Linked DNA regions of Astyanax mexicanus: region 1 is linked to region 2. A link is a contact called in public Hi-C data. All regions are on one chromosome and are shown on one strand. The core of a region is the stretch at or near the end of the contact, and the rest is flanking DNA. Distances in the headings are between cores, read along the strand shown. Region 1 has its middle 12 kb from the start of cica. Region 2 has its middle 8.4 kb from the start of LOC111195566.

Evidence for each region. Hi-C and Micro-C count contacts between places; a contact is called where the count stands out from the background.
Region 1: a Hi-C map of muscle shows a contact between it and region 2, with 9 times the contacts expected there. The contact joins two enhancer-like sites. A contact is called at or near these places in 2 of 3 Hi-C or Micro-C datasets (both in muscle).

Annotation. Positions count from the first base shown.
Region 1 is chr3:22,995,184-22,998,909 of AstMex3_surface, forward strand. No RefSeq gene overlaps it. Among protein-coding and RNA genes, the nearest start is that of cica, 12 kb to the right of the region's middle. Within about 2 kb of position 1,513, the one cell type or tissue checked has an H3K27ac peak away from gene starts, as active enhancers do.
Region 2 is chr3:22,920,561-22,924,528 of AstMex3_surface, forward strand. No RefSeq gene overlaps it. Among protein-coding and RNA genes, the nearest start is that of LOC111195566, 8.4 kb to the right of the region's middle. Within about 2 kb of position 2,226, the one cell type or tissue checked has an H3K27ac peak away from gene starts, as active enhancers do.

The sequences.
Region 1 (3,726 bases), core at 263-2,762, 74 kb after region 2:
CAGGAAACTTCTTAATGGACTTCCAGCTATTATTGTTGTGAAAACAGCGCCCCCTATTGAATCAGTGCAGTGTTGTTATTTTCTCTTTGTTACATTTCTTAGGTAAGTTGGTTCCTTTAACAGCACTTTTAATTGTAAAATGTTTGTGGGCCCTGCCTAAAAATGTTTTGCCTTGAACTTCTATGTCCTCTGTTGCTAAATGTACATCATTATTTTAAGTCACTTTGGATGAAAGCATCTGCCAAATGTAATTTAAATGTAATGTAATAGAATAGTAATAAAAAATAAAGTAAATATGATTACAGCATAAAATATGTAGGATAGAAGCTGTAGGTGCATCTATGCTCCTTATAGACCTACAGTGGTGGATCATTTTGAATCCATTAATTACTATACAGTCTATTGTGGCAATTTAATACTGTAAGAAAAATTCATGTAAATTTTGGATGTTGACCATCATCATTTTCTTTCACTTTGGAAACAAGGGATTAACCAAGTATTTGGCAACTGACCATATTTTTCCAGAAATGGCAAAAAAAAAACTTTTGGTGTTCAGTATATTAAGTGAAAAGACCCAATTATTAATAATAAAAAATATTGTGATTTGTTGGTATGTCAGCTGGTATGTTAAACTATTTTATATGCTTATTTTTATGAAAGCCAGACAAAAAGCACATATAGGCTATTTACAATATGTAGTGGTGAAGAAATTGTATAATTAATTACAACCTGCAAACAACAATATTTTTGTATTTGATATTCTAATATTCTGGCAAAATGTTTTAATTTTGTAATTTCAATTAAACTAAAAGAACTTAAACTAAAACTAAAATGTCCTTTTATAGCTTTCTGTATCAGTTTGGTATCAGGATATTAGCCTTGGTTTTATTTAGAATTAGACTCATAATATATGGAGCCAATGCCATACTAAATCTCCTGTTCATCAGATACTTTTAATAAGAGCCCAAAATCAGTTCTAAAACAACTAATAAAAGAATAATAAAAAATAACTGTTTTTTTTTGTGATAAAGAGGATACATTTCTTTAAATGTAATATTAAGAATGAATCCCTAATGTAACATATATGAAATTTATTTATTTGTATTTTTTTACAAAGAATGTAGAAATAGTATATTTTTTGTAGAAATCAGAACTATATATTTGGAAGGTAAAACCTTTTATAAGAAAAATCAATTATTAAAATTATTGAAACAGACCTGTAGAAGCAAAAATACACTTTAAAAGAAGCTCCCACCCCCTGTCATTACCCCACCTCTCTAAAGCTCATACTGTATCCACCCATCAACCAACAAACATGCCTGCTCTCCACGCGCTCTGCGTTTTGTCACTGTCAGAGCTGCTGGCATTCTTTAGGACCTATCAGTCAACCCAGGCCCTGCTCCAGTCCTCTGTAACCCTGCTCTGTCAATCAGACACTTGACAACCAATCGCACTCAGCAGGAGGCGGTCTCCCGGTGCCTGATTGACGAGGGGGCTGAGCCTCGTGCAGGGAAGGTTTTGTTGACTTGCCGGGGCAAGGTCAAAGGTCATGGCTTGGGGGAAAATGGAGAGTTGTGAGGCAGCGATGGGCCGTAACAAAGGGGGCTAATTAGTGTGTGTGCTAGGGAGAATGTGAAAGTGGCTAAGTTGGCTAAGTACACGGTTTGATTGACAGCCACCCATTTTCCCTGTTAATTCGGCCATTGTGTGTGACAGCAGTCTGAATGTAGGCCGCTACGACCCCAGCCAGAACGAGATTCTCATAGTGTTCCTGATCATAGCAATGATTTAGGTCCTTCAAATTCCTTCAGCTCTCATATATATATATATGTGTGCGTGTGTATGTGTGTGTGTTCTGTATTGTAGATTAACACTAAAGTCATTCAAACTACTTAACAAAACCAGAATATGTTTCATATTTTAGATTCTTTAAAGTAGGCACCTCTTGCTTAGCATTTTCTCAGTCAATTTTATGAGAGAGTCATGGGGAATGTTAAGCTTTAGGTTAACAGCTGTGCTGATCTTGTCAAGAGTTAATTACTTTATTTCTTGCTTCTTAATGTGTTTGAGAGCATCAGTTGTAAAGTTGTGAAGAGGTAGAGTTGGTATACAGTGAATAGCCCTATGTGAGTAATGTTCTAATCCATGTTATGGCAAGAACTACTCAACTAAATAAATAAAAAAATACATTAGGAATAAAAGTCAGTCAATCTGAAACATTTCAAGAACTGTGAAAGTATCTAAAAGTGACCCATCAAAATCGTTATGATGAAACTGGCCGTCTCAGGAAAAGAAGAGCAAGAGTTACCTCTGTTGCAAAGGATAAATTCATCAGAGTTACCAACCTCAAAAAGCACAAGTTAACACCAGCACCCCAGAAAAGAGCCTGCTAATTGTTTACAGAGAATTTTGGTTTGATTAACATTTTTAAACATATTACATGATTCCTTATGTGTTCCTTCATAGTCTGAATGACTTCAATATTAATTTACAATGTAGAAAAAACATCAAATGAGAGATTGTGCCCAAACTTGACTAGTACTGTATATGGAAGATTTCATTGTTTGCCAAAGTTAAGCCAATATAATTAACAGAATTGAGACAGTATGAAGAAATGCAATGTTTCTTTTACTTTTACTTTGACTTATTTCATTGCAAACAGTTTGAAACAAAATATTTTATCTTCTCAAATTGTTTTAAGCTAGGCCAATTGTCCTGCCCATTTAGCTGTTAGTCAGCTGTACATCCCTTATCACAAGTATTGCCTCAACACAAGACTAGCACATGCCCCCTCCGATACATGTGAAGTCAGCCACCGCCTCTTTTTAAATTTGCTGCAGATGCAGCATTGCTGAGTAGCATCACAGCGCGCTTGAAGGAAAGTGCAGCGACTCGGTTGTGATACATCAACTCAGAGATGCGTTGTGCTGATTGATATCACTCTAGGAGTGATGTGGGGAGAGAGCGTCATCTACCCGCCCAGAGAGAGCAAGGCCAATTGTGCTCTCTCAGGGCTCTGGCAGCTGATGGCAAGCTGATCAGTCTCCTGATCATAGTGGCCTTTATCATGAGTGCAGCGTGTGATTTTGCGTAGTCTTTTTCAAAAATGGATGGGCATACCTGGAAAGGATGTTGTCTTAAAGGCAAAAATGTTGTTCTGCGATTTCACTAACACTGCTATCACAGAAGTGTACACACATAACACAATACCATGATTTTTTTTTGTCTGTAGTCTGGTGCTCATGGTGTCTATATCTGGAAGATATGGAACAATCAGTAATACATGCACATAAATGTGTGAAATGGCGAAAGGAGTCCAATTTCCAAACACTGAATAGAGTTTTCTGCTCCTCCCCAGACACAAAACTCGTGGAGGTTGCCAGATCGACACACAAGCGACAACAAGTCTTACTCTGTAGCTGATCAGCGAATATATATGTTTCAGTGTTTAAAATACATGCATTTACTATGCTAGTGTTAGTGATAAATTATCCAGCTATGGTTAGCAAACCTAACTGAAGCTCAGTGATTACCTGTTCAGCAGATAAATAGCCAGCTTGTTAGTTTTTATGGCTGCAGCACACTGTTTCCATGCTGTTGTTCATACCTGACCACCCTGAGTGTGGAAATTGGATTGGGGGAATGGTGGTGGGCCAATTAGTAGACTAAAACCCACACAGATTACAGTGATGTATTGCACAGTTCAAATAAAAATATACTGGCTAA
Region 2 (3,968 bases), core at 976-3,475:
AACATTTTTGCATTATTTATTAACACTGTGAAGGAGTTTATGTTAAAATTAACTCCAGCTTAGAGCTGTATTTTACTCTAGATGGGATAAATATTTTAACTCCCACAACAGCTCAGATGAAACCCCTGAACAGAGTTAAAAGGATTTGATATTGCAATGTTGCGTAATTAAATACAATAGACAGTGAATCTGGAACAAATCTGCATTTTCTTAGCAGCCCATTCGAAAAAAAAAAAGTTGCACTTACTGTTCTAAATCATCTTTTCTGACTTTCTGATAGATAACTTTGCTTCATGGTTGCTGAAGTTTCATATTTTGCCAGCTGCAAGAATCATGAACCTGGCTGTCTGGCTGCTGTCTAGCTACAGTCAGCAGCTAGTGGGAGGGTCCCCTTGAGGGTGATACTGATAACAGTGTCTTTGTACTTTCCTCCATTGCCAGTCACATTATTTAAAGGGACTCTCACACAGTTTGTTGTTGCATTCAATTCATGACCAGTCTCTGGACCCTAGGCAATTAATTGGTTTACTGTTGTTGTTGCAACGGCCCTGGTACTGGAGAAAGAAGGAATGTGGCCTCTGCTTTAATCCTATTCCTGTTCAGTGAACATACACATACACACTAGTAAGCACGTACATAAAGTAATATAGGGTTAAGGGTCTTGCTTAAAGGACCCAACAGCTTGTCCCAGCGTGTTGAACCCAGGTATCAAACCCACCACCCTGTCATCAACAACCAAATACACTAACCACTTACCCAAAGAGAATGCCAACTATGTAGGTTCTCTTAACTCACAGGGGCAGTTTCCCAGACAGGAATTAATAGTGGTCTTTAGCCTTATCTGGACAGGATTAGTTTCTCAGGGGGTCCTGGGGTAATTTTCTGCTTTATGGGAGTACTCTGTAATTTTATTTCCGTCCGGAACGACCATGTATGTTTTTTTTCTCAGACAAATTACAGGCTGAATTACTTACGGTTTTTGCTAAACACCCTGGTAATTTTAGTCCCATCAGACAATTCTGAGTTCAATTCGTCTCCTCACGTTTAATAAAGTCCACTGCCACACACCTTAATTGCACTTTGGGTGCACTTTTATACAGAGATCCACGTAAAAAAAAACACAACAGCGAGTGGAAATAGAGGAGCTACTGAACGCGATGTCATGTGACTGAGAAAGCCATTAAACTTACTTGGTCCTCTTGTTTTTTCAATTGCAGTCCAGATGCAAGAGTTTTATCACTGAGTAGAAGTGTACAATATTTTTCACTAATGAGAGTCCCTGAGAAACTAATCTCGTTCAGATAGGGCTTTATACTACACCGTAGGCCTGTCGCAATAACTGCTATATCGATTTATCGTACAGTAAATGAACATAACCTCAATAATTTTTTATAATCATGATATCGTCTATTGTGTTCATTTGTATGTTTTTTCATATATATAACAGTGAACAGTATTTAAGCCAGTCATGCTTTAATAACAGTGACTCCACATACACAGTGTGGACTAAAGTAGGTGAAGAAATAAGTATATAATTCCCAAAATAATCATAATATAGGTTTAATTAAATTTTTGCTGACTTTAAAAAGTGTATAATTGTTTTTTTATGCTATTCTGTTATCATTATGTCCGTGGCATTTAATAGTCTTAAAAATACAAAAATATTATGTATCGCAATAATTTCTGGGACAATATATCACCCACAAAAAGTCTTATCATTACAGGCCTACTACACTGCATGTTAAACAGAGATTCTCAATCGAAAGGAATCTATAATCTACAACCAGGCTCAACACCAAGTGTTCACAGTGTTCAAAAACACCACCATATGCACCACATATACATATATCCACTTCCAAAATGCTACTTGATGGCATTTGACCTCATGATCTGTGTCTGGAACAACAATTTATGTGGCATCGTATGATCTTTTAATCTATATTGGAAGCAGTTATTAATAGATGCCATACACAAAGTTTTCCAAAAAGACTTTTCAGACTCTTGGCAGGCCTACAAACACAGCAGTAGGGACCCACACATGCACACACTCAGTCCTCAGTTGAGTAGACCACAGAATGACGTAGATCTTATGATGTGCAGTTAGTATTATTATTGTTAACAGTGCTGTTATTAATAGCAGAGCTTTGGTCTTTGTGTAGACTGAGAGTGGTGGCCGTGGCAACAGATGCTGCTGGGTGTTTTTTCTTCGACACCCACTGCACGTGGCTGAGGTTGGAGCGTTGGCAGGCCGGCTGCTCACCACAGTCATCCTGGCACCGGACCTCACAAGGTACACACATACATACACACACACACACACACACAGAGACCCACACACACAGACACACATGCTCATGCAGACATAAACGACAGACCCGTTGAGTCTTCGTCTCACACTTCTACTCACACCTTCACACAACAAAATATTCTGAACATTGGCACAAACACACACAGGCTGAGGTGGCACATACTCCTGCACCTTAATGAGGTTCTTATAAACCCAAGTGAACTCATGTTCATGCTCACACACACAGACAGACATAAACACACACATGCATACCACCATTTTCCATTTACTCTATGTATTAAAAGGCAGAGTAGATGCTTCATTTCTGTTGGAGCAGCTTTGCCACACAGTCCCCGGCCCCAGACCCAGACCTGGGCACCGTTTCACTCTTTCCAAATTCGCGGTGCCTTCTCTCGTTTACTTTCCACCCCATATAGCCTAACGTGACCCTATCATTTCAGTTCTCTCCCTCTTCTTCTTCTCGACGGCTCCACTCGTCCGCTGTCAAATAGAACTATACTTCGTTCCTATAATATGAAACCCATCTCTTTTTCTTCTTTCCACTTGTTTTTTTTTGACAGCCGATCCAATCACAACAGAGTGACGTGGGCTTGTGGCTGCTCGCGGTGCTTTTGTATTTTTTTTATCGGCTTGTTTCTATTTTTGGGGTCTTCCATGGAGTGCAAAAATTAGTCAAGAGAGAAAGTGTGTGTGTGTGTGTGTGTTGTGTATGTAAGAGAGAAAGAGAGAGAGAAAGAGTGGGGATGGAAGAGAAGGAGAGTAGAGGGGGCGAGTTGTGCATAGTGCCAATGGAAGGAGGAAGGGAGAGTTCCTTAGGAAGACACGAGAGACGCTGTCAACACACACACACATCCCCAATATAGACTGACACCGTTCCACACATACCACTGCCACACTCTCTCTTAAACACACACATATATACACACATACACACTCGCTGCTTACTGATCTTCCTTACACTCATTACTCTGAATGATGAAGTCCTAAACAGCTGGGCCTCTACACTGGCATGTAAAAAGTCATGAGATAATGTATAAATATAAGTATAAATTGATCATAAAGTGTTATTGCAGGGGATGGCCTGGAAACACATACACCTGTATAAGTTTTGCTTGTTTTGAGCTGTTGCTTTGTGAATGAGATTTAACACTGGCCAGTGCACCCATGCATGCGTGTCAGAGTGTCTTTGCTATCGTAACAATGGGAAGACTATGCCTAATATGGCTCATAATCTGCAAAAAACATTTACTAATTCTTTTAATAATAAATCATGGTTCTGTTTTGGACGTAACATGCAATGTGCAAACCAATAAGCATGTCACTTGCCCCATTCCCTTTAAGAGGCAGGTGCACTCTGACTTTGGCGGATTGGAATGTTAACGGTGCAGCGCTTCTGCTGACCTGCTTTTGTATGCTGTGGAGGTACGTAAGCAGGTAATTTATGGGAACAAGAATGTTGTTTTATTTGGTATTCTGTTTATTATTGATGTAAAAGTTGGGTTTGTGCACTGCTGTGTGTCCTTCCGTATGTAAAAAAACGAGGTGTACGCACATTCAGCGCACAGTGCAGAGAGTAATGAACATCTGACAGTTGACTGTTGTCTGTCTAGGTAGCTTTCAGCCCTGAGAGAGCACAATTGAAATTGCTATCTCTGGGTGG